Linked DNA regions of Mus musculus: regions 2, 3 and 4 are each linked to region 1. The links are chromatin contacts, called in public HiCAR-type and HiChIP or PLAC-seq maps. All regions are on one chromosome and are shown on one strand. Each heading gives the region's core, a stretch centred on a gene start, on an enhancer-like site or on the middle of the called end of the contact. The rest is flanking DNA. Distances are from core to core; before and after follow the strand shown. Region 1 holds the start of Scd2 (stearoyl-Coenzyme A desaturase 2). Region 2 holds the start of Mms19 (MMS19 cytosolic iron-sulfur assembly component). Region 3 holds the start of Morn4 (MORN repeat containing 4). Region 4 holds the start of Trim8 (tripartite motif-containing 8).

Evidence for each region. HiCAR-type assays count read pairs that join an accessible place to other places. HiChIP or PLAC-seq counts read pairs in DNA pulled down with a chosen protein or histone mark.
Region 2: a HiCAR-type map of astrocytes shows a contact between it and region 1, with 2.5 times the contacts expected there. The contact joins the promoter of Mms19 here to the promoter of Scd2 in region 1. A contact is called at or near these places in 2 of 39 promoter capture datasets (cranial neural crest and hematopoietic stem and progenitor cells) and 1 of 115 datasets of contacts at active chromatin or transcription factors (astrocytes).
Region 3: a contact with region 1 is called in a HiCAR-type map of astrocytes, with 2.3 times the contacts expected there. The contact joins the promoter of Morn4 here to the promoter of Scd2 in region 1. A contact is called at or near these places in 3 of 39 promoter capture datasets (the C10 cell line, cranial neural crest and pre-B cells) and 1 of 115 datasets of contacts at active chromatin or transcription factors (astrocytes).
Region 4: an H3K27ac HiChIP or PLAC-seq map of embryonic stem cells shows a contact between it and region 1, with 4 times the contacts expected there. The contact joins the promoter of Trim8 here to the promoter of Scd2 in region 1. A contact is called at or near these places in 2 of 115 datasets of contacts at active chromatin or transcription factors (astrocytes and embryonic stem cells).

What each region holds. Positions count from the first base shown.
Region 1 is chr19:44,291,685-44,296,036 of GRCm38.p6, reverse strand. It overlaps Scd2 (stearoyl-Coenzyme A desaturase 2), which reads right to left and starts at 2,361. Exons shown (of 6, transcript NM_009128.2): 1 at 1,626-2,361; 2 at 851-1,133. The coding sequence starts at 1,649.
Region 2 is chr19:41,979,064-41,983,415 of GRCm38.p6, reverse strand. Mms19 (MMS19 cytosolic iron-sulfur assembly component) reads left to right here and starts at 2,280. Exons shown (of 31, transcript NM_028152.3): 1 at 2,280-2,417. The coding sequence starts at 2,303. Ubtd1 (ubiquitin domain containing 1) reads right to left here and starts at 1,653. Exons shown (of 3, transcript NM_145500.3): 1 at 1,408-1,653. The coding sequence starts at 1,477.
Region 3 is chr19:42,084,248-42,088,599 of GRCm38.p6, reverse strand. Morn4 (MORN repeat containing 4) reads left to right here and starts at 2,230. Exons shown (of 5, transcript NM_198108.2): 1 at 2,230-2,403.
Region 4 is chr19:46,499,721-46,504,072 of GRCm38.p6, reverse strand. Trim8 (tripartite motif-containing 8) reads right to left here and starts at 2,425. Exons shown (of 6, transcript NM_053100.2): 1 at 1,060-2,425. The coding sequence starts at 1,629.

The sequences.
Region 1 (4,352 bases), core at 1,112-3,611:
AGAGGCCCTGACTATAGATGCAGTCCCTCCTTCCTGGTTCAATGTTCAGTTGTGTAACCACCCGCAAAGCACATGCGTGTCGCTAGGGGGCAGCACTACCCATGGCTCCCTGGGCAGCTGAGCTAGGCAGGTCAGTGGCACAGGGGCACACTCATCACAGTTGGGCTGTGGCTGCTCCAGGCTCTCTTCCTGCTCAGGAGGTATGTGTTAGGTGTGGAGAGAAAAGTGCCACAGCACAATGTGGACAGGAAAAGAGGGGCAGAAGGCTGAATAGAAGGTAAAACCTTCCTGCAATCTTATTTTATTCTAAGAATGGTCTGTTGACTGGCTTGTACCAAATCGTGGTACCATACACCTTTGAACTTGGATATACAGGAGCCTTCGTCATCTTTCTCCAGGCAAACCAGCCTAGTCTGGCCAGGCAGGAAGTCCAAACAGTTAGGCTTATAACCTACCCTCTGTTCTCTCTGCCTAAAACAGCATCCCATGGCTTTGTCCCCTCACTGGACTCAACAGGTTACCCACTAGGCCCGTGGTCTAGCTCTTGGCTCTGACGTCTCTGAGGCAGGCCCTGCTTCTCTTGTGGCAGGCAAAGCTGGGACAGGTGCCATCAAGTGACTCATACAGAAAAGCCTGCTCAGAGACCTCTGCATCAATGTTATGAGACTCTCAAGACTCAAGTTCCCCCCTCCCCCCATTCTTAACACCACGAGGTTCTTTGCCCAGTCCAGCTGGTCCAACAAGAACCAAAAAGAAAGGGCCACTGCCTTGGGTCAGAGACCAGAGGCCACCTCTTTAAAGATCAAGGAGAAATCTGAAGTATTGGCCCAAGACAAGGGGTGCTGCTCACCGAAGAGACAGGTGTAGAGCTTGCAGGAGGGAACCAGTGTGATCCCGTACAAGGCTCCCAAATGCAGCAGGGCCATGAGAATGATGTTCCTCCAGACGTACTCCAGCTTGGGCGGGGGCCCCTCATCATCCTGATAGGTGGGGTCATATAGATCATCTTTTAGTTCAGGGCGAACATCTGCTCCCCAGTGGTGAGAACTCTTTTCAAACTTCTCGCCTCCATTCTGCTGTCCCCCAGAAGGTGGCGCTGTGATTGTGGTGGTGGCTGAGTAAGCGCCAGAGATCTGCAATGAGAGGGGGTGGAGAATTAGGGACTGCAGACGCGTGGGGGCAGCAGGGGTTACTTTCCCTCTAATATAACTGCGGGAGAGATGCAATAACGGCCATACCCCAGTGCCAAGGTTGCATGACTGTAGAGCGCACCAATGGAACACGGAAATGTGCAGGCCATCGGGAATAAGCCTTATGATGAAGGGGCAGGAAAGGACGCTTTATTAGCAGCACCCTTAGCAACTCACAAAGGAAAATCTGCGCATATCGAAAAGAGGTCAGGTTTTACTTTAAGAAACACAAGTTGGGACAATCAACTGTACTGAGTAAAAATCCGGTTATCACCCGGTCCAGAAACAATCTATCAAGGTTGAGCAATTCGGAAATGATGGCTAAATGCTCCCAGCTGCTCTGAACTCTCTCCAACCCTCAACAGCCACCCACCTAGAAGTCCAATCTGCAACCGCCAACCTGAGGAGGGGGTGGGGGGTGGGGTGTAAGCTCACCTCTTGCAGTATGTGGGCCGGCATCTTGGCGTCGGATGCTGGGGTCACGTTCCCAGGGATGAGAACGTGCAGCGAGCTTCAGACCTCAGCGACAAAGGGTGCTATGACTAAGTTTCTGCAGCCCGCTGCGCGGTACAAGCTCTGGGCCAGAGCTGGCAGTGGGGTATTAATGTCCTGTATATCCTTAGGTTCGTTATATTGATCAATGACCAGATAAAAAATCAAAAACTGGCTGGCCAGGGCAGCCGCGGGCGGAGATAAGGATAGAAAATGAGAGGACGCCAAAATCGCAGCTTGCAGCCACCGGTGTCCAGGAGTCAGAATACTGCAGACACCAACACCGCATTGTCCCATCCCTAGCCAAGCGGAGGGGGGCGATGCTAATGAGGCCTTCGTAAACTCTGGCTAGTCATTGGCCGATGGGAATTTGGTACCACCTCGTCCTGCTGCTCTCATTGGCTCTGCACAATCTGCTGTTCCCTCTGCCTCCAGCTCCGCCCCCCCCTCCTCCCTTCTTTTTCTGCTCCTGGCTTCTCACCCATCCCCCGCTGGTCCTCCACCCAGCCCCCACCCTGCCACGGGGGCGCTTCAGCGCTTTCTCTGGAAGAGAAGACCCAATCTAGCAGTGGGGGTTGGCTACCGGGGCAGGAAGACGCGGAGAGGTACATAAAGTGGGAAAGCCACTAGAGCGCCGACCACTTGCAACTCCATCCGGTCTTTGCATTTCCAGAGGCGCGTGGGAGGGGAAATGGCTACCACCAACAGAGAGCAAAGCTGAGAGGGGCCTCCCTCCCCAACAGGCGCCTCTGTAGTCCCTTTTGGAACAATGGCTCAGCCTTGCCCACCAGCTCCAGGATGCTTACCAGATAATAACTCGGAGCTCTGGTACTGTAATCAAGTTTTCATAGATCTGTGGCTTGCCCATTCACACTGGTCTGGGTCACCATGGTCACTGTGCACACTCCGAGAGCACAGCCAAGGTCAGTCAGCAGTATCTCAATCCCACCCCTCACCCCCCACTTCCCACCTCACGCCTTGCGAATACATGTGGCACCTTTAGGAGACTCTTTTGTTGAAAGTTTGCAGTTTGCTATCTGAAAACCGCCGAAAAGCATCTAGCCGAGGGAGCCTTATGTATGTGGAGTAGGAACAGAGAGTGGGTATTAAATTATTACTGCAAGGTTCTCTGTGACCGCTCAGTGGGTAGCCCTGTTCTTCCACTCTAAGCAGGAAGAAGGGGACATAGGGACATACGGAGATGGGATAAACTGTTCAGCCGGCAAGGGGAGGAGCTAGCTGTGCTGAAACGCTTTCAAGCCACTCCTCAGAGGACCCTATGACCCTTGAACCTTGGGTGCTCTGACCTAACACACCTCCCTCGCTGCCCCATCTTCTCTGGGGCCTGTGTTAACTCTTTCAAGAGATAGAACTTGTAGCCTATGCAGGCGGTGCATTCACAGAGTACCTTCTGTATCCAGGTCACCCCATTACTGTATCTCCCACCTCTAGGAAAAGGGGTTGATAGACATCTTGTCTTCTCAAGAAGAGAGATGCCAGGCATTTCCTGAGACCAAACCAGACCTCTTGCCTTCTGGTCTCAGGGGCTTGCCAACTCTCTGGCTTGTGACCAGACACCTCCATTGCAGGCCTGGCTCACTGACCATAGCCAAGAATGCTGAACAAGACCAGGTGTCCTCAGCAAATGGCTGGCGGAGGCTCAGAGGTACTGTGTGAAGTTATCTGGAGATGTCACTTCCCCCTGGGTTGTCTGCGTGATGTCTGATCTTTTACTAGCTGTGGGTTTGTCCTTTGTCCTTGGCTGTTAAAAACAAACTCCCTTAGACTGTGAGGCCTTTACAACAGATACTGGCTCCTCACGGTTCTGGGGGCTGGGTATCTATAGCAAAGCCCCAGCAGTTTGATTCTGCCAAGAATGGGCCTTTGATTCTTAGGTGGCCATCTCTGTGTTCAATGGGGAAGGGGTGAGCTTTGTCTCTGGGGTTTCTCTTTAAAAACAAACAAAAAGATTTAGTATTACTTGTAATTATACGGACATGTGTGTGTGTGTGTGCATATGCACACATGTGTGAAGGTACTTGAGAATGCTAGAGGTGGCAGGTTCCCAGGAACTGGAGTTGAGCAGTCTGTGTGGGAACTGAGAATCCAACTCTGGTGCTCTGAAAGAACAGCAAATGCTCTTAATGGCTGAACCGCCTCTCCAAATCCTGGGGTCTCTTTTAAAAGGACCACTCCCATCATCCACAGGGTGTGTGTGTGTGTGTGTGTGTGTGTGTGTGTGTGTGGTGGAGCATCACCCTCCATGCTACTATTCCAGATACTGATGAAGGTCCACCAGATGAGTTGGGATTTCCAAGTATCTATTGCATGCTGCTTTGGGGAAGAAGACACAGTGTTTCCTTTGGAATGCCTTGATTGCTACTAAAGGCAGCTCTCCACTGGAGACAAACTGCCCTTACATTCCCTCAACCTGCAGCCTACAGTGCTGCCTGCATCAGAGCTGGTTGGTGATGTTTCTTAAGCCAGCTGCCATTGCATTCATTGTCTATCGGAGAAAGCAAGGGAGGCCTGCCAAGACAATGACGTAGAACAGGAGTCCTACATTTCTCTCCCTTGGGGAGAAAGTTCTGGAAACCTAGAAAAGGAATGAGTTAAGGGTTCCAGGAAGAAAAGGTGGGAGACCATGTTAACTGTTGATAATCAAGATAG
Region 2 (4,352 bases), core at 1,031-3,530, 2.3 Mb after region 1:
TAGAAAGCAGTTCGGAGACTGAGGTAGGAAAGGGTAGTCAACCATAAAAACACGAGGCAAGATCAAGGATGGAGCATACAAGAAATCAAAATTATTTGCTTTCTGCTTGATCAAATGTATGAATGATATAAATGAATGAATGAATGAACGAACAAAAGTCCTTGGTCAGAAGAAAGGCCAGGGTTGCTTTCAAAAGGAATTTGTAAGTTTTACTCCATCCTCCCATAAAAACGTTTCTGCTTGCACAAGTCATCCTGTCCAGCACACACACACACACATCCTTCCCAGCTTCCCCTGTGCTTCTCCCCATCTTCCTTCCCAGTTTACACAAGCAAAACAACACACCTTCAGTGTCAAAGCAGACAGGAAACTCCAACTAGAGTTTCCACTTCATTAACAACTGCGCCTGTGGCTCCTCTTACATAAAGGGGTATGTGGTAACAAGGGGGAAGAGACCGGATTCCAACCTCAGTTGCACTTCTAACTCACTGTGTGACTTAGGGGAAGCTGCCCAACCTCTCTGGATCTGTGTTTTTACATAAAAGAGAGGTAGATCTGGAAATTCAGTCCAGTGTTGAAGGTCTTTTTGCGCGCCACAGTTTATCATTTGCATAAGTTCTTTGCAACACCCCCAGAGAAGAGAGTACAAGACAGGGAAATGACCCTCAAACGAAGCGCCAGGACAGGGCTGGTGTACCAAGAAAGTGAGACCGCGCTACTGGAGCTTCGAAGATTGCCAGAGAGCAGATCCCATTCTCATGGCTGAGAGGGATCCCATTCCAAGAGCTGAGAACGCTCCTAACAAACACGAAGGCGACGCTCACCCCGCACCCCACCTTTCCTAGACTCCCAGACAGCCACCGAGGCTCCAAAAAGCCGTGTGGAGAGGTGGGAGGAAATAAAGATTTCTATTTTCCATGGTCCTGCACTGCTTTTTACAAGTCGGATTCCCGCAGACAACGACCTGCAGCCCGATAATGACACAGTGACTCGCTGGAATGAGCGACTGTGTTCGCCTCGATCGCTCCGACTTCTGGGGACGCAGGCTGCCCACGCCGCGCCCCGGCCGGCCGCCGGCCGACCCTGGCCGGGGCTGCCAGATCCGCGGCGCACTCGCTTGGCCCCCTCCGCCAGCCTCGTCGCGGTCTGGAAACATTTCCTGCCCCCGCCCCCATCCCCAGCTTCCCGGTGGGAGCGAGTTGGCCTCCCGGCCGGGTCAGCGCTCGCAGTTACCCCAACTCGCTTCCCAGACAGCCCGCGCCGGGGAGGGCCCCGTCTGGCTCCGAGAAGCCGTGGGGGAACCCAAGCGCCCGGCGCCGAGCGAGGTCGCTCGGGAACCCCAAGGTTCGGGCAAGGCAAGGGCCAACTGGCAGCGCGCCGGGACCCCGCTGCCTTTCCTGGCGTTACCTGCTCGCTTGCGGGGGTGTCCCGGAGCAGCCGGCCTCTCCCGGCGCTGTCTCCCCACGCAGTTGCCCATGCTGGCTTCTCAGCCGGTCCCCCATGCACCAGAGGCGGCGGTCGGCCGGCTGCTCCACGCTGCTGCCCCGAACCGCGGCGTCCCCGGGTCAACGACTCCCGCAGCCCGACATCGAGAGCTCCTGGATCTCCCCTGGGGAGCGCTCTGCCCGACGCCGGCTTCGCCACAAACTTTGCGGGCCAGCGGAGAGGGAGGTGGCCAGGCCAGGGGGGCCCGCGACAGTGCCCGGCCAGAGACCAGCCCGGCTGGAGGGGCGGAGGGAGGGGGCGGACACCGCCGCAGCTACTCCAGGATCACTCCGAGCTCCCAGCTGGGGCCGGCCCCCCGGAGCCTGTCACTCACCTGCCTAACCCCGCCCCGGCCCGGCCCCGCTCCCTTCCTCCCGCTTGGGGTGGCCGCGCCACGGTCGCCAGCCGCCCCAGGTGCGCATGTGACCGACGGCACCGCCCCTCGGGCCGGGTCTGGTTTTCTCATTGGCTTTTCCCAGGATGCGTACCGCCCCTCGGCCCCACCCAGCCAGGTGCCCGCCCTGTCGCCCGTCTCCCGGGGAGAGCGGCCGGGAATTATGCGCCCTCAACCGCCCCGGCTGCGTGCCCGGCAGTCACTTCCCCTCCCGGAGCCGCGCCCCGGCCCAGGCCCCGCCCTCTGGGGAGGGGCCGTTAGGTCCCTGAAGGGACTGCCTGGCCCAGAGCCGGCAGGCACGTGACCTGGAGGTGCCCCGCCCCTGAAGTCTGCGCCCAACTATTGGCCATGGAGGCGCGTGCGCGGAGAGACACATCTCGTAGCCACACCCACTTCCCCCTCCCACAATCTCTGGCTAGCGTCATGGCTGCCGCCACCGGTCTGGAGGAGGCAGTGGCGCCTATGGGCGCCCTGTGTGGCCTCGTGCAAGACTTCGTCATGGGTCAACAGGAGGGGCCCGCTGACCAGGTGGCTGCAGGTATGGCAAACAACGCCGCGAGGCTTCTGCAGGGGCCGGACCGCAGGGAGCGGCCTCAGCACCCGCGCGCGGCGGGAAGGGAGTGAAGGGAGAGGTGATTGTGATTGGTCCTCTGGCCGCTCTGCCCCCGCTGGGAGCGCTACTGCCCTAACAAGTTGGAGAGTCGCTTGCATCTTCCTTAAAGCTTTCTTTACATTCCGCATCTCGCTGTGGTCCATAGAGAATCATTACATTTCTCCGAGAGTAATAGACTTGTGCAAGGCACAGACGAGTCCGGAAGTGGAGCTGGGACTTGGACTCGGGTGTTCTGGTCCAAACCTGGTGCTTGCACCGCAGGACCGCGTTGTTTGCGGAGTGTTAGGTGAGAAGGTCTGGGTTCCAAGGGTTACGCTCCGGCCTCTTGCCTTCCTGGAAGTAGCGTGCGCTCCAGCTGTTTGAGTGGTTGTAATTGGATGGAGGAGGGGAGGAGCCAGTCTGGCTCTAGGTCGGTGGGCGTGTAGATGACTAGTGTCTTTAAAGATTCACTTATGTGTCTTAGTAGGCTTTAAAAAAAAGAATATATATATATATATAGTATGTGAGTACGCTGTCAGACACACCAGGAGAGGACATCGGATCCCATTATAGATGATTGTGAGCCATCATATGGTTGCTGGGAATTAAACTCAGGACCTCTTCAAGAGCAGTCTGTCCTCTTAATTGTTGAGCTATCTCTCCAGCCCCAAATAGGCTTTTTGATAAATTAGATTTATAACTTTTTAATGTCCCATTTTTTTATCCTTCTTCCCAGAGTTCCAATTTCAGGAATCTCTCAGTTCCGAGTTTATCCAGGATTTGAACAAATCCAGGGTGCCTCTTTAGAATTCTTTCTGAATGTTGAATGTTAGGCCTTCAGTGTCGGGTTTAAGAAATAGAATAAAAAATGGATATAGATGCGGGTTTTTAAAAATTATGTTTGGAAGTTTATGGGTGAAGAAGTTTCTTTAGCAAATTGAACAGATTAATTTTTAGAATATGTGAGAAATGAACTGCTAGAAATATATGTTGGTCCTTAGCAATAGTCCACATTCTCTGCCATTCTATTATTTCTGAGCACGTATTTTTTACCCAGCATGAAAAGAATTGAGGACAGAAATACAAATAAGATACTATCTATGGCCATCAAACTATTATAATTAGTGAGAGAAAGAACTGTGTTGTAAGAGGTAAATATATGGTTCCAGAGCATCAAGGGGCAAAAATGCCTGCTATTGGCTGGGCTTGGTAGTGCATTCCTTTAGTTCCAGGATTTGGCAGGGGGGTGGCAAGTTTGCTAGTGAGTTCTAGGCCAGCCTCAGCTACAGTGTGAGCCCCAATCTCAGAAAGAAAATAAAGCCCCTGGTACTTGCACTTAAGCTTATAACATTTTACAACTTAATCAAGTATAGTCTGTTATGGGTTATTATCAATGCCATTTCCCCCCAGATTTTACTATGGAGATTTCACAGCATTTAACAAAATCTAAAGAATTTTAATTTTTAGTTATTTATCTGTTTGTGTATTGTCTTTTGAGACAGGCTCTCTCTGTGTTGCCCTGGCTATCCTGAAACTCTGTAGACCAGGCTGGTCTTGGACTCAAAGATCTAAATCCCCCTCCCAAATGCTGGGATGACGGGCATGCACTACCCCTGCCCAACTTAAATTTTTTTTTAAAGATCATAGACTCACTACTTAGAGCCTATCACTAACATTTTTTTCTTTAATTTGAATTGTCACAAACCTACCCATTTAAACTGCAGAGATCAATACATTAATCTCTAACTTCTTTATCGAGCTCCTCATTGACTAGTGTTTGCTTTTGGTTTGTTTGGGGGGTAAACTTTAGATCCGGTGAACTATATATCAGGACCGTTGTTTTCACAGAAGCTTAGATATACTTAAACCCACCCCCATACC
Region 3 (4,352 bases), core at 981-3,480, 2.2 Mb after region 1:
CACAAAAAGCCTTCCACAGACATCCCCTTTCATAACTGCTGAGATTATGATTAATGGGATTTTTGTTTTTCATCTCAGAACCACCAGCAAGCAGAAGTTTTCACAGAAGATGACCAATCACATAATCACCTTAATGTTTTCCGTTTATTTCATTTTTGAATGATCGCATGTACACGTGTGTCTCGTGTGTGTGCATGTGTGGTAGTCAGAGGACAGTAACTGGTTCTCACTTCTATGTGAGTCCCAGGGATTAAACTCAGGTTGTCAAGCTTGGTGACAAGTGCCAACCTGGTGACCCATCTCACCAGCCCCCATCAGCCTACTTTCTTGAGTCAAATTATTATTCCGACTCGAGAGAAGTACTGAACCGAAAGAGCTATTGTTTAGTTGTATGTGTGAGAATGTCTCCAACTTCTTTTTTTCCAATGAATCCTTCCAGGGCTGAGAGGCTATCCCAGTGGTAGAGTGTTTGCTTACCATATAGAAGACCCTGTGTTCACCTCCAACACAACAAAAAATAAATACACCATCCTGGCCAAAGATCTATATAGAGTTCAATGGCCTTTTATAGGTAAAGTAGCTATGTAGCGATGTCTACCTAACTCATGTAGTGATATAATGGGTTCTCAGAACCATGGAAATAGTATTTGATATCATTCATCTCATTTAGCTAATGGATTTAATATTATGGGCAAGGAAAGATCCAAGATTCTGAGTTCTCCCTGGAATTCTGAGTTTTCCCCTCAAACTTTATTTCTGTGTCTGCCACTTGGGACTAGGTTTCTCTTTTAGGTAAGTCTATGTCGAAATACACATGGAGAGCGCTTACCCAGTGCTAAGTATGTGCTGGGCGTTGTATCTTACATGGATTCGCTTCACTAACTCCCATTATAACTCCAATGATGTTGGATGCTGTGTCCCAAGGAGACAAGGTAATTTGTTCTTACCAACAAACCAACAAACCATCTTGCTGGCCAAAGAAACTACATTTTGCAAGCTTTTGTTGTTGTTGTTGCAAATTTATAGGTCTTTCCATAATTTGGTCTCACATAATCTGTGATTTAATCTCATTTCTTCATATTTCCTAACACAAGTTCTAAAGAGATCCCTTTCTTTACATTCTATTTTTCAATGACTGCACTTATTTGTTTTGTTTTGTTTTGAGACAGGGTTTCTCTGTATAGCCCTGGCTGTCCTGGAACTCACTTTGTAGACCAGGCTGGCCTCAAACTCAGAAATCTGCCTGCCTCTGCCTTCCGAGTGCTGGGATCAAAGGCGTGCGCCACCACGCCCGACTCAATGACTGCACTTTAATCTACAATCTATTCCACAGTTTAGCTTATATTACCTAGTGAGTATTATTAATACCATATTGAATTTATTGGTCTGATCTTATTTTACAGGCCAGAGAGCTCACTAAGTTACTCAAAAACATACACAATTTGTAAGTAGCGAAGATAGGATTTGAACACAGAAATCAAATCTTTTCAAATTAACTTCAAACTACCGTTCTTTTGGCGTTATGTTCTCATACAGGTCCTGAAAAGCCACCCTTATTTTCATCATTACCATTTTCTAACCTGCAGCTGAAGAAATCCCAATCCAAAAAGCTATTTGAAGCCATTTGCTTTGTCTTTCAATGCCTCACACATGTCATATGAGTTCCATGAGAGAAGCAACGACGGACAACCCTGGCTTCCCAAGCCCTGAAGAACTTGCTGCCCACACGCACTTCAATAAATAAACATACAGCTATACAGACATTCGGGAACAGTATTTGGGAAGATTTGCTCCAATAATAGCAATATATTTTAAATACAGAAGACGTGGAACACAGTGATTCCCTATGAATGCAAATGTGCAGCGCATCATTAATTACAAAGCTGAGCTTCTAAAGCACGGTTTAGGTTTTCTCTTCATACTTAGCGGTGGAGTTGTTCATGCATCTAAAAATCACAACCTTTAGAGAGGGTAGCCACTTTGAACACTTGTTCAGCCTTATTTAGGATTAAAGTTTATGCCTGGAGGTCTCTGGAGAGGGGAAACCTGGGTCCTTGTTTTCTGTTGGGACTAATGAGATTGGACAGCCGGCTCAGCCCCACCTCTCTTTCAGATCTTTGGCCCAGACTCCCAAAACACTGGGCCCCTCACAAAGATGGCACGAAAGAGGGCTGGACCAATGGGGAGTGGCGTTGCTCGCGGTTGCCTAGGTAACAGCCAATGAACAGCAGGAATTGTGCCCAGTGCGGCCCGTCAGGGATGGCGGCGTCCAGTGTGGCTGAGGCGGGTGGAGGTGGCGGAGGGGAGAGTGGCAGTTGGGAGCCCAGAGCAGCAAAGATCCTAGCTGCTGGAGACCCGCATCGCGTTGGGGCGTGACAGTCGTCGCCCAGAAGCCAAGCTCAGGTAGGCTCGCGACGCGGGTGGGAGGAGGACCTGGGAGTGCGGTCCACCAGGTAGGGACTAAGGCGGCAAGCAGGTGACTGGGCTAGGGAGCGAGCCTCTGTCCTGGCTGTACTGACCAGAAGGTGGCTGTGAGTGGGACCCCAAAATTGGGTTTGGAATTTCGATCCAGAGGTTGTAGCCCCGGAGAACACAGAACACTGGTTATCGAGAGGGGTGTGCCAGGCTGTGTCTGGAGGGAATGCCAGACCCATGAGAGCCTGAAGAGCCTGTGTGGTGGGGGCCGACCCCCCCAAAAAAGGACGGAGCCGGGCTGGGATGAAAAATGCAGTGGAAGACTGGGTTGCCTGGTGAAAGTCTGGGGCTTTGTTTAATCTAGGGCGCGTCTGTGCCACAGGTAGGGAGAGGTCCCACATACTGAGGCTTGGGAAATGGATTGTCATCTCTGCAATTCCGCATCCACAAACAACTTAGGTACCAACCTGAGTAACTTCGCTTTATTAGAGCCCAGCACAGGCATTCTCCTTTCCCTTGGCATAAAATAGTGTCCAGACAATATTACTTCGGAGAGTCCACCACTCTTGGTTCATCGTGTTTTTAAAAACCTTCCTGTACCAGTGTTCTCTTTTCATCTTTTTGCATCTAACTATCCCACATTCTTCCTAAATAAGACCTGCTTATAGTAACAATGCCCCTGTTTACTTTCCAGCTAGGAAGGGGATTCGAATTATAAAGTTCAAAACCTAATTATTTCATATTCATTTAAAAACACATTTTATAAAACAGTATTTCCAGTTTCCTAATATTTGTTCATCAAAGCTTTCATTTTTTTTCTCCTCTTAGGGTTCTAAAAACCCAAGGTTGCTTCCCTTTTTTTGTTTTTTTTGTTTGTTTGTTTGTTTGTTTTTGGTTGCTTCCTTTATAACTAAAAGATTGCCAACCCAAGAAAGTGGTTTTGGGGACATTTTGGAGATTGTGTGAGTAGTTTGGGTGGCTACTTCCAAACAGTCTCTAACTGGGATATGATTATTCGTAGATTGGAGGGGGGAACTGTTGTTATTTTGTTTTTTTTTTTTTGTTTTTTTTTTTTAAAGGCATGTGCCACCATTGCCCGGTGACTTGTACACTCTTTTTTTTTTAATTTAATTTATTTATTTATTTATTTATTATATGGAAGTACATTGTAGCTGTCTTCAGACACTCCAGAAGAGGGAGTCAGATCTCCTTACGGATGGTTGTGAGCCACCATGTGGTTGCTGGGATTTGAACTCTGGACCTTCGGAAGAACAGTCGGGTGCTCTTACCCACTGAGCCATCTCACCAGCCGGTTATTTTGTTTTAAAACTTCTTAATTTAAGCTGAACATGGTGGAGCCTTAGGACGCAAAGGTAGATCTTTGTGAGTTCAAGGCCAGCCTGGTCTACATAGTGAGTTCCAGGACAAGGACTACATAGATCCTCTTTCAAAAAACAAACAAAAACTTCTTAATTTAGACAAAAGTTGCTGCAAATACATAAATGTTCTTTAGTAAGCTTGGTTTTATGAGGGGTGGGGAGACAATGAGACACACAAGAAATGGCTCAGCAATAGTGAATAGTGTTTACTAGCCAGGAATTAGTTCTTAGCACCTACATGGTGGCTCGCAGCACCTGTAACTCCAGTACCAGGGCATCTAAAGTCCTCTCGGGCTTCCATGGGCTCTTGTACACACGTAGCATACATACACTCATGCAGGTTCACATTGAAACACATGAATTTAAAGCACTTTTAAAAAATGAAAACAACTTCTTATCGGGTGCTCTTACCCGCTGAGCCATCTCACCAGCCCTGTCTTTGGGTTTTATTTGGAGCCATCCATGGATTTTTTTTTTTTTTAAGTAAAATATCAAAGGATATGGTCTCCTTTGCACGGTCCTAGGACTTCGGATTACAGAGACAGAATAGTACTTTTA
Region 4 (4,352 bases), core at 1,176-3,675, 2.2 Mb before region 1:
GTCTTAGCTCGACTCCTTCTTCCCGGTGTGACTCAACCCAGAGTGGCAAGGGACCCGAGAGGAACCTGGGAGGAGCCCCCTTCCAGTGAAAGGGACGGAAGTATGCCCCACTCCAGTTCCCTAGCCAGGCCCAGAGGCCTAAGAGGGGGAAGGCGGTTTTGACATTGGCTGCTGCAGTAGGGTGTATACAATGGGAGGGGGTGCGGTTCGTAATCACCCAGCCGGCAGCCCAGGGGAGCCAGCTGCCTGAAACCAGATTTCAACGCGGCTCAACCTTAAACCCACAGGACTCTTTTTCCGTCTTCCCCGTCCCCTCCCTAAATGTGGGAGGGCCGTGTAAGAGGGCAGGGCTGGGAGGAAAGAGCCCAGGGTGAAGAAGTCACATACTTTAAGGTTTGTTCATGCCAGGCGCAGGCAGCATTCAAGTATAGAGAGAGCAGCTTTAGCCTGGGGAGCGTCTACTAGGACGGATTAGAAGAGCCGACAGTCGGGGACTCCTCTGGACACCCAGGCCTTGCCCAGCTAGATGCCAGAGTTCTTCTCTATCTCCGGAAGCTCCCCCCAACCCCCAGAGTGTTTCCAGTAGAGCTGAAAACTAACATGGCTGCTTTGTTTACTTCCTCATTGGTATGCCAGCATCATGGATCATGTCAGCCACAGCAGCGGCACCAGGACACTCATTACATAAACAGCAGCTGGAGAAGCAGGACCGGGGTCACTGCCTTGGTGACTTCCCGTAGAGCTTACAGAAACAATGCGGGGGGCGGGGGGGGGAAACTGCGCAAAACAGAAAAGCAACACTCCAAACTACTTCTAACAGCCTCCCCCCAATTCCATAAATGACTGAAGGAGAGATCTTAAGGGCGCAGGTGCGAGAATGCATCCAGCAGCCAGGGCCTTTCCCCCAGGACCTTGCCCCCCAAACTTTTACGGAAGAGTTTGGAAGAGGGCCTCTAGGCTAATGTCACGAGAGTCAGCTTGTGCGGATGGGTGGCTCCCAAGTCGTGTGTGTGTGTGTGTGTGCGTGTGCGTGTGTTCGCACGCGTTCAGTGTACTTGCCCGTATCTCATTCCTCCGTATCTCCACGTCACACACCGAGTGTCCCTGATGCGCGCCGCTGTAGTAGCAGCAGTACTGGCACACAGCCACCTGCTCGGCCTCGCAGTGGTACAGGCGGTAGGCGTTGTGCTGCGGGCAGCTCCAGGCCCGCACGTCGTCCGCCTCCACCAGGAGGTGCCCGCGGGCGGTGGAGGGCTGCTGCAGGTGCGTCTGCACGTGAGACTGGCAGCAGGGAGCCTCGCAGCGCAGGCAGACCTTCTGTGCCGGCAGCGGGGGGCCGCGGCGACAGAACACGCAGTGCAGTGCCGTCGGCGGCTTCTCCACGTGCAGGGCGTTGAACTTCTCCACGATGTTGGTGAGCTTCAGGTTCTTCTCCAGGCCCGGCTTCTGATTGTAGGCCTGGTTGCACTCCGGGCAGCGCACAAGGCCACTGTCCTTGGCCCAAGCCTCGCCGATGCAGCCCCGGCAGAAGTTATGTTTGCATGGCAGCTGCACCGGTTCCACGAAAACGTGCAGGCAGATGGGGCAGATGAGCTCCTCCTCAAAGCAGTTCTTCCAATTCTCCGCCATGGCGGCTGCGGGCAGGGGGCCCGGGTAGACCTCTCTAAGTCCCCAACCCTGGGGATCCGTCTGGTACAGCTGGGGACCCACCGAGCCCGGAGCTCCGGTCCCCGCCGGCCGCGCCAGTCGCTCAGTCACCAGCGCCTTCCGCGTGCCCGCCCCCCAGAGGAGGGAGCCTGGGTCCTCGCGCCGCGCGCGCCGCCGGCTGCGTCTCCTCCTCCTGGCGAGTGGCTAGCGGGAGGCGGCGGGCTGCGCCAGGGCCGCGGCCCGGGCACCAGCCCTGGAGGAGAGCGCTGTGGTCCAAATTCCATATAACAGGCCGCCTCCGGGGCAGCGCGGCTAGGGCAGCGGCGGCCCACGGCCTGCGCTCGGCCCCGCGGCTGACATCGGGGCGCGCCCCGCGGCGCACCGAGCGGGGGAGCCGCACTCTTCCTTTGGCGGCGACAGTGGCTACCTTCTGGCTGGTGCGAGCCGCGCCTTCCTCGCCTGGATCCCGGCCGAGGTCCGAGGGGGCACGGGAAGCTAGTTCGGCCGCGCCGAGGCTGGCTAGAGCCGGAGCCGGCGAGCAAGGCGCGCCAGCGGTCCCCGGGCCGTGGCGCAGGCGTCCCCCAGCTGGCCGGCCGGCTGCGGGTGGCAGGGCGCGGGCGGGCCGACTCCGGGGCGCTGCGTGCGCGCTGGGGCAGTCATTCAGATGAAATTCCAGTCCCCGGCCAGAGACACCAGCCCGCCTCTGCCTTCCTCCTCCCTTCACAAATAGAAACGGAAGGGGGAGGGAGAGAAGTGGAAAAAAAAAAAAAAAAAAAAAGGCAACCAGAGAGGGAGGGAGGGAGGGAGGGAGGGAGGGAGGGAGGGAGAAGCCCGGGAGGTGCTCCGGCCTGACCCCCTCGTCGCTACTTCTGCGCTCCCTGGAGGCCCCGCGCAGGGCGCCCCCGCCGCGGAGAGACCCCACTCCCTGTCCCCGCACTGGGCGGGCGCCTCGCCTGCGCTGAGGAAAACAAGGATTGATCAAACTAGAAAGGAATTTTTCTCAACTGCTAATGAACAGGAGGCTCGGCTCCCGGCCCTCCCCTCCCCCCGCCCGGCCCTCCCCCTTCGCCCCCCCACCCCACCCCTCCCCCCCACTTTCTTTTCTTCTCGGCCTCTGCTCCGGCCTGGAAGGCTCCGGGCTGCGGTCGGAGCCAGCCTGCGGCGGCGGCGGCGGGGCCAGGCCGAGCCAGCCGGGCCGGGTGCGTCCTCAGCGCCCAGCCATCTTGAGCTCCCAGCGGCCGCGGTGGGGACTGGGGGTCCGGGCGCGCGCTTGAGGGTCCTGTAGCTCGCTTTTCCACCCTCCCTTTGGTGGGATTTTTTTTTTCCTCCAAGGGGAGGGCTGGTGGTCTCCAACAAATTAGGAGAGAGAGAAGGAGAAAAATGCCAAGTCTTGATTTCTCTCTACCTCTGCTCCACCCATCCCGATCCTTTCCAAAAAAAAAAAAAAAATCTTTTAAAAAGATTAAAATTGGAAGAAGTCGGCAGAACGACGAGCGCCTGCTGCCCCCAGCGCTGCCCGGGAGACGCGTCCGGGGCGGGCCCGCGCCCGTCGCTCTGTCCGTGGGTCCGTTTGTCCTCCCGCAGCTTCTCAAGTGAGGGGAGGGCGGGCACTCCGGGCAGGGTCTCCGCTGCGGCTGTCGCTTCAGAGCTTTATCCTTAGATCAAAAAAAAAAAAAAAAAAAAAGAAAAAAAAAAGAAAGAAAAAAGAAAAAAAAAGGGGGGAGAGGAAGAAACCACCCCCCAGCCCGAACACTCATCACAGCCACCTTCAGCCATCTTGCGTGTATTATTTCAAGAATAATCTGTTTAATAGAAATAGCTGCGTCTCTGGCCCCCTTCTCCGCATCCTGGGGTCCCGCCCCCTTTTAATAATAATCTCGATAATAAAAATGATCAGCGGGCCGGGCAGTTAGAAGCTGCTTTTTTTCTGTCTCAGGTCTCTCCGCTTTCTTCCCTCTAAGAAGGGACACTAGGGGCTCACGCTGGGGTTGGGGGTGCGGCCCGCCGGTCCCCGCCACCAGCGCAGCGAGGAAGGGCCTCTCTCGCCTCTGCCTGGAGCAGCACGGGTGGGGGAGAGCCTCGGCCCGCGGGACCCACTGACGGGGCACACTGGGCACACTGTCTCCGGCCCCGGTTCGCAGCTGCCCCGCATACAATGGGTTCGAAGCAGAGTGAAGAGGGCAAGATGGGGGCGGGAGAAGGCAGGAGGATTGCGGCGCTCGGGGCTCCCGGATAAGGGCGATAGAAGAGGAGGGGGGAAGGGGTGTCCCTACATCAAGGCTGGTCCCGCTACTCGGAAAGGGGGCGGGGAGACGGGCGTTGGGGGGGGGAGGCGAGGAGAAAGCGGCAGGCGGCGCCTTTAATCAGCACCCGCTGGCTCAGCCCACCCGGTACGAGCGAAATAAACGGGGAGGGGGGAGGGGAGGGGCGTACTTTCCGGAAGTGCTGTTACAGATGCTTTGATTCTTGGCCCCGCCCCTTTCCCCTGTCTGGAATTAGGGCTGTTCCTGAAACGGCTTAGGCTATTGGTCCCTAAGGCGAGACCCCTCCTCTTTGAGGCGTGGCGAACTTCGTGCTCTCACGTGACTTGCACTAACTTCGGTACATTAAACATTGGGTGATGAGGGAGGGGCTCTAGCCCAGCTCCTTAAAACGGCAATAATGCTGCCAGGCTGTGGGACCATTTTTTTTTTCTGGGCCTCTTC